Linked DNA regions of Mus musculus: region 1 is linked to region 2. Evidence: chromatin contacts called from public HiChIP or PLAC-seq data. All regions are on one chromosome and are shown on one strand. Each heading gives the region's core, a stretch centred on a gene start, on an enhancer-like site or on the middle of the called end of the contact. The rest is flanking DNA. Distances are from core to core; before and after follow the strand shown. Region 1 overlaps Gm16863 (predicted gene, 16863). Region 2 holds the start of Chrd (chordin).

Evidence for each region. HiChIP or PLAC-seq counts read pairs in DNA pulled down with a chosen protein or histone mark.
Region 1: a contact with region 2 is called in a FOXA1 HiChIP or PLAC-seq map of pancreatic cancer cells. The contact joins the enhancer-like site here to the promoter of Chrd in region 2. A contact is called at or near these places in 4 of 39 promoter capture datasets (all in embryonic stem cells), 2 of 484 Hi-C or Micro-C datasets (both in embryonic stem cells) and 4 of 115 datasets of contacts at active chromatin or transcription factors (embryonic stem cells and pancreatic cancer cells).

The regions. Positions count from the first base shown.
Region 1 is chr16:21,245,053-21,248,858 of GRCm38.p6, forward strand. It overlaps Gm16863 (predicted gene, 16863), which reads right to left. Exons shown (of 5, transcript NR_046162.1): 5 at 2,447-3,806. Among named protein-coding and RNA genes, the nearest start is that of Mir7680, 9.1 kb to the right of the region's middle. Within about 2 kb of position 1,894, at least 140 of the 459 cell types and tissues checked have an H3K27ac peak or open chromatin away from gene starts, as enhancers often do. A contact at or near this core is called in pancreatic cancer cells, where this site is marked.
Region 2 is chr16:20,731,855-20,735,366 of GRCm38.p6, forward strand. It overlaps Chrd (chordin), which reads left to right and starts at 1,273. Exons shown (of 23, transcript NM_009893.2): 1 at 1,273-1,441; 2 at 1,677-1,780; 3 at 2,153-2,282; 4 at 2,419-2,547; 5 at 2,633-2,732; 6 at 2,832-2,919; 7 at 3,263-3,404. The coding sequence starts at 1,294. It also overlaps a transcript of Thpo not described here.

The DNA of each region.
Region 1 (3,806 bases), core at 644-3,143, 510 kb after region 2:
TATCTTGCATCATAAGACCCTCAAAGTCCAGAAGAGCCACCAGCTCTCTCTCTCTCTCTCTCTCTCTCTCTCTCTCTCTCTCTCTCTCTCTCTCACACACACACACACACACACACACACACACACTCAAAAGGGCATTCTGCAAAGACGTCAGTGTTTAGGCCATTTGGGGAACAAGGTGGAGGCAGGGTCTGATTCCTGAAGGTGTAGGATGGATTTCCCCAGCTTGGGTCCTTTCTGATTTTAATCTCTACCTCAGTTTCCATTCCCTTATATCTACAGTGGGATGGAAACCCTCCCTTGGGTGTTGGTCCCACCGCTCTGGGTCTGCTCTCACCCCCAGCATGGGGTGGGGTGGGACTTACTGCCTGGGTCTCAGCTTCCACATCTGTCATACAAGAAGGGTGACTCCCATCTTCTTGAAGGCCCCTTCCAGCTCCAACTTGCTTGGTTCTATTCTGAGAAGAGAGCCCCACCTCTGGGGAGGGGGAGCATGAACATTCTTTCAGCTGCGATTCAACCCGGGCACATGTTTGCCCAGCCCCATCCTTCACATTTAGCCTGTAGCTGTTGCCACGATGGGCACGCCCTTGGCACCGCACTCTCTTCCCTCCCCCACGAGCCAGAGCCACAGGTGGGTGGCTCGCTTCTTGTGATGCCTAGGGGGATTGGAAGGACAAAACAAGGGGATGGGAAAGAAGAGGGAAGGGGCTGGGTTTGTAGAACTGGAGGTGTCCCTGAGTACTTGAGTTGAATTCCAGCTCTGTCCACGCAAGTGAGTGTTCTAGGACAAAAGTTTTATTAACCTTTTGGGACTCTGTTCCCTCTTTTATGAACTAAGAATAATAAAGATTTTAAAAGCATTCGATTACTGTGAGGATTAATTGAAAGAATACTTGTCAAGTGCCTGGTTTATGTATAGCTCTGTTCTCTGCAAGACAGGCACCACACCCCCTTTTTCTGTTCCGTGAAAGCCCTGTGGGGGCGCTTTGACGACTTTCTGAGAGGCGCTAGAGGCAGCCCGGCCAGCTCACCCTAGTGACAGTCTGAGTCCTGGGCCTGGAAGCCTCAGCCTGGAAGCCCGGCTTGGCCGCTGGCCCTCCTGCCCCACCCCCACCCGCCCTGGGAGCGCACCAGCGCCTTTGATCTGCAGCCTTCAGTGGGATTAGGAGTCCGCGAGCCGGGCTCCCTGGGTCCCCGCTCCCCGTCGCCTTCTCTCGGGCCCTCGGGCTGGCTCCGCCGCCGGTGGTCCCCGCCCCTCCTCCGGGCAGGCCACTGGGATTCCCCCGCGACAAGCTGCACAGGGAGGGAGCGGAGGCCCGAGCGGGAAGCGTCCTCCTGGACATTTTTGGCCGGGGACTCTGTGTAAAGTGTTTAAAAAGAAAAACTCTCCGGAGGAGGATGTAACCTTTTCTTAACATCTGGGGCTCAATTAGCTAATGACAGCAAAGCCTTCTCCGGTGTCGCTGACCCCTGGGCAGCAGCCCGGCTCCCCCACCCCCGGTATTTATACAGCTGCGGCCCCTCGCTGGGACGGGGAGCAGGGGGCTTGGCTGGGTTATCTCGGCGGAGATCCGCCGCCCACCCCCCCAAAAACCGAGAAAGGCTTAGCACGCAGTCCCACCGCCAGGCCCCTCAGCTCTCCTGGGCGTCTCTCCCTCGCCCTTCCCCTCCCGATCCTTCACGGCCCCCGCCTCCCTGCGCTCTCCCTCGGCTACGCTCCCCTCCCCCGCACCCTTCCTTTCTGCTGCGGCCCTCTCTCCCTGCTTCTCTGCTCTCTTTTCCCGGTTCGCGGGTCTGAGTTTCGACCTGAGTTCGCTACCCCTCCACACTCTTCCCCTTGGCTTCTCTCTCCTCCTCCCCTGCCTCTGCCTGCCTGCCTGTCTCTTTTCTCCCTGCTATCTGTCTCTCCTTTCTCCCTAGAGGCCTCCCTTTGCTCTCTGGCCCTCTGAATGGTTCCCTTGTCCGCCTCTCCCCCCGGGTTCCATGTCCATTTTAGCGCTTCCTCCCCACCTTTGTCTCCCAGCCTTACCCTCTGAATGCCTGTCTGTCTTCCGTGGAGGTGCCCTGTCTGCCAGACATCTACTCACACTAGGGCACAACCCTAGTGCTGGGCCACCTGTGGGCCAAGCATCCTGCCCAAAGCCCCTAGCTGGACACTTTGGGAGCTGACTAGGGTCTCAAGTGTGCAATGTTTAGGAGAGTGACATTTGTCCCCGTTCCGGGTTTTAAGGGCTTGTGTTGAGGCTCTCCTGGTTACAGCCAGAGGGGATCTGAGGGCTTATGAAGACACTCATTGGCTCCAGCTGCTGGAATCTCACTTTCCCTGCTTGGGCCCCCAGGCTCCTTCTCCCCCACCACAACCTGCCTATTTTGAACCCAGGGACAGTTTAAACACTCCCCATTCCGTTTCCTTCAGCACAGTAACGCAGGCCATACACTTTTTGGTTCTTTTTTTACTTTTTAATCACCAGTACCAAGGAGAAAGCGATAAAGCACAGGAGAAAACACAGAAAGGGCAACGCGCGCAAAATAGGCATGCCCGACGGCAGCTCAGAGGCCGGAAGGAAAGCACAGAACGTAGGATGCCAAGGAGTGGATTTTGTCACTAACGCCATTGTTTCTAGAAGTCTGTAATCTTGGAGCATTACTTTACAGGCCTCAGTTCCCTCTATAAAATGGGTCTGATTGTAATTAAGCAACAACAAACCACATTGCTTGTAAAACAGCAGACATTGGGAACCGGTCTTTCATTTGAGTTTTGTTTCCTGAGAAAATCTGGGAGTTTAGGATTCCCCCACCCCTTCCCCAGAATACAATTATATTCCAAAATTCTTCATCTCAGTCGTTAAAGCATATTACATTCTCTCATCCCCCTTCTATCAAAGGGCGAGGGCTTCAAGTTCTTTTAACAGAAAACGACAGACACAGGCAACGTTTGTTAAGCGGTGGGAACTGTCCCAGAGTTCTCCAAGCCCTTTGGATGAGGATACGAAGGCCCCGCGGTGTGCTTTGAGGGTGCTTAGTGGATCTTCAGGAAAGCCAGCCAGGCAAACAAACAAGACAATACTGTTGCCCAGATTCACACGTGGGAAAACAGAGAGATGGCGTTGTCTAAGGACCACCGACGTCTCCGAAGAAATAGCACCACTGAACTGGATCTGTTCTCTGGCTGTTTGTGCTGATGGGGCAGAAGAGAAGGGTTTCTTGGAAACCTTTGGAAGCTAGCTAGATTCAAGTTAGTGAGGGGCCCAATTGTCACCCCCCTCTTGACCCTGAGCTGGCTTGGATTGGTTCAGGAAGCAGCGGGTCCGCCGAGACATCGACTGCTGCCCCAGTGCCCTCCGGATGGAGAGTGCCGAGACGACTTAATTTGCAGGAAGACGCTCACACTAGCTCATCTCGGGCCAGCCAGGACGCAATGGGGGGTCGGATTTGGCTCCTCCCAAGACCCCTCCCCAAAATCCTGTCTGGGCGCACGCTAGAGGTAGTGGCGGAAGAAACCAGAGCTCTGGCGCCAGCGCCGAGAGGGGATGGGGAGGGCAAGCCTCTGGGAGCTTGGCTGCCTCTTGCCAAGGTCAATCAAGCCGTCCCATATTCAGGAGCGCTGCGAGCACCGGGCAGCGGGCCCAGCCAGGGAGGGTGCACCGTACCCGGGCGAGCGCTTCCCGCGCCTCCCGGCAGGTGCTCGAACCTTAAGCGGGCAAGGAGCCGGTGCCCAGGCAGAGGCCAGAGCCCGGCAGCAGGCGCGGGCGTGGGAGCCGCCAGGGCGGAAAGAGTCCCACCTAGGGATGTTTTATGCTAAT
Region 2 (3,512 bases), core at 23-2,522:
TTGCTGGCTCCTCTCTTCCTTTGGCCCTGGCTCTAGCTCCTGTGCTTTCTCCCCAGTCCCTGTCTCCCCACAGTCTCTGTCCTCAGGGACCTTGTGGCCTGACCCTGTCCTCTCTCCCTTGTCTTCCTCAGGCTTTCTCTGCGCCTCAGAGAGGATGGGCTATCTACTGAGGCGTATGGCCTGGATCCCGGAATTCTCCAGTTGAATAAGAGATGCCTTCTAAGATTAGGAAGCCTAGTGCTGGGATAGTGGGAAGAACGGTGCGCGCGCGCGCGCGCGCGCGCGCGCGTGTGTGTGTGTGTGTGTGTGTGTGTGTGTGTGTGTGTGTGTGTGTAGGATGGGGAGGCTTGTCTAGAAAAGCAGGACAAAGGAGGTGGGGACTGAGCTGGAGAGGAAGAGGGTCATCTCTTGGATGAAGGAAAAGCATGAGAGAGCCAGAGGTGGTAGTTGGATGGACTTGAGAGCAGGTTGGGGTGCTGGTGAATTATGACTCCACTCAGGGAAGCACTGCTTGATTCTGGGAAGCACAGGCTAGGTTCCTGTCCCTGGGAAGTGAAGAAAGAGGAGAGACCTTAGAAGGGAAATAGGAATACAGCCAGAGTGAAAGGAAGGGGGTGCTGTGGGTCCTAGGTAGGGGTGGATCGGTGTCATTTTCAAAGACAAGTCCTCATCCTCCAGCGGCCCATCTCGTTCAAGAGTGCCACAGGCCCGAGGCTCAGCCTCTGCCCTTCACTAGCCTGAGCCTCTGGTCTTGGGGTGGACACCACCTCCAGGGGTGGTCGCAAGGAGCGTGTGTGGGGGTGTCGAGGCCCGCCTCTCCTCTCCCTCTTTGCGCCCCCTAGTTCCTCCCTTCCCCCTACCCACTCCGCTCCCCCCTCCTCCAGTCCCTCCCTCCTCCCCTGCCGGGTCCCAGCCTGTCCCCCTCCCCCACTCGCGATCCGGCCGCTGCTGCTGGGCCGGACCCCCCGGGCTCAGCCGGGCTCCTTGTGGAGCCGCCGCCGCGCCCCGTTTGCTGAAGAGGAGGCCCCGGGCCCGGACGCCTGGCGCGGGCATAAAACGGGCCAGAGCCGGCGCCTAGGGCACTAAAGTGGAGTACGGCCCGGGTCAGCGCCCCTCCGCCCGCTCTCTCCCGCCCCGCCCGGCCGGGAGCCGACCAGGCGACTGTGAGACGAGCCCCTCGCCACTGCCCCCCTCCTGGCCCCGGCCCCCTCCTGCCGGCCCGCCTCCGGTCCGGCCCTACTCCCTCTCCTGCTCCCTCCTCCCGCCCGCCTCCCCAGCTGTCTGCTCCGCGTCATGCCGAGCCTCCCGGCCCCGCCGGCCCCGCGGCTGCTCCTCGGGCTGCTGCTGCTCGGCTCGCGGCCGGCCAGTGGCACTGGCCCTGAGCCCCCAGCACTGCCCATCCGTTCCGAGAAGGAGCCGCTGCCTGTCCGGGGAGCGGCAGGTAGGTGGGCTCCAGGGGGAGGTGCGGGAGGGGAGTCTGACTCCTGGCAAGTCTACATCCACAGGGAGAGGGCCCCGGGCGCAGGTGGCTTCGCGCAGCGGGAGGGTGGGAGGGGAAAGCAGAGGCGGCGAGGTGCACGGTGCCAAGGGACCATGGGCCTGGCGGGCAGAGCCCGGAGCAGGCATTACGGCACGAGCAACCGGACAGCGGCCGCCAGCCAAGCCCGTCCCCGCAGGCTGCTCCTTCGGCGGGAAGGTCTATGCCTTGGACGAGACGTGGCACCCGGACCTGGGGGAGCCTTTTGGGGTGATGCGCTGCGTGCTGTGCGCCTGTGAAGCGGTGAGTGGATAACGCAGCTGCCTGCCCTACTCTAGAGGGTAGCGGAACGCTGGTGTCCTAAGTAGTAGACTCGGAGATGCTCAGGGGAAGGCTGGTCCGCAAATCGGAGGAAACCGCTTTCAAGTCTGCGGTGTTGACAGTTATTGATCGCCCACAATGTGACTGGCTTTTAGCCAACTTCCCCCCTCCCGTTACAGTATTGCTAGATAAATGACATTATTAGTTCTACTTTGCAGACAGGGACGCCGAGGCTCAGAGAAGTTAAGAAACTTTGGACGGGCCATGTAACTTGTAAATAGCAGAATTGACTGTCTGCAGCCCTGGGGTCTGATGGTTTCATTCCCTTAATTTTCCTATGTTCTCTGCCATCAGCCTCAGTGGGCTCGCCGTGGGAGGGGTCCTGGCAGGGTCAGCTGCAAGAACATCAAACCTCAGTGCCCCACCCTGGCCTGCAGGCAGCCGCGCCAGCTGCCAGGACACTGCTGCCAGACCTGCCCGCAGGGTGAGGCCCGCTGTGCCCGGAGTTAGGAGGGTGGAAGGCTCTACACTAGGTCCTGTACGACTTGCATCGCGGAGGAGGACTGGTCCTCCTGGTACCTTTCTGAAGCCAGCCGTCTTATTCCTTACCCCGGATGCAGAGCGCAGCAATCTAGATCCACAGCCCGCTGGCCTGGTCTTCGAGTATCCAAGGGATCCAGAGCATCGCAGTTACAGTGATCGAGGGGAACCCGGCGTTGGGGAGCGGACCCGTGCTGATGGCCACACAGGTAGGCTGGGGTGGAGGTGGGCCTGATGAAGTTTGAGTCCCGCGGCAAGGCTTGACAGTGCTCAGGCCATCTTCTCTTCTCGAAGACTTTGTGGCGCTGCTGACAGGACCGAGGTCGCAGGCGGTAGCTCGTGCTCGAGTCTCTTTGCTGCGCTCAAGTTTACGCTTCTCTGTCTCCTACCAGCGGTGAGACCGGGAAAAGGGCAAGGACTAGGAGTAGTAAAGGGGGCAATAAAGAGGAGCCTGTAGGCTATAGATCCAGTCTCACTGGACCTCTCTTCACAGGCTGGACCGTCCCAGCAGGGTTCGTTTCACAGATCCCACAGGCAACATCCTGTTTGAACACCCTGCAACCCCCACCCAGGATGGCCTGGTGAGATGATGCCATTTAAGAGTGCTTATCCAAAATCGGCACTTGCTGAGAGCATGCTTTGCATTGCCTCCTTTGGTTCTCACAACAGCCCAGTGGGAGAAAGGCCCTGACATTATGATGCCCATTTTACAGAGGAGGGAACTGAGGCTCAGAATAGCAGAATGTGATTTGTTCAAGGTCATTTGGCTAGTAAGTGGTAAGCCAGGACTTAAAATCAAGGCTCATGGGTCCTTCTTAAGAGGGTCTGGGGTCTCCCTTCCATGCTCCTTCCTCATTAGACCTGGGTCTTTTAGGTGGCTTGTCCTGCATAATTACAGTAGGCATTCTTCCCTCTTCTCTCAAGGTCTGTGGGGTGTGGCGGGCAGTGCCTCGGCTGTCTGTGAGGCTCCTGAGGGCAGAGCAGCTTCGGGTAGCCCTTGTGACATCCACTCACCCTTCAGGAGAAGTCTGGGGGCCTCTCATTTGGCAGGGTGCTCTCGCTGCAGGTAAGGGGAGTGAGCAGTTCTCAGATGTCAAGAGCTGAGCCTTCAATAACCCAAGGGTGGGTGGACTGAAGAGAGGATTTTCTTATGGCTGTCATGGTCTAACACTCC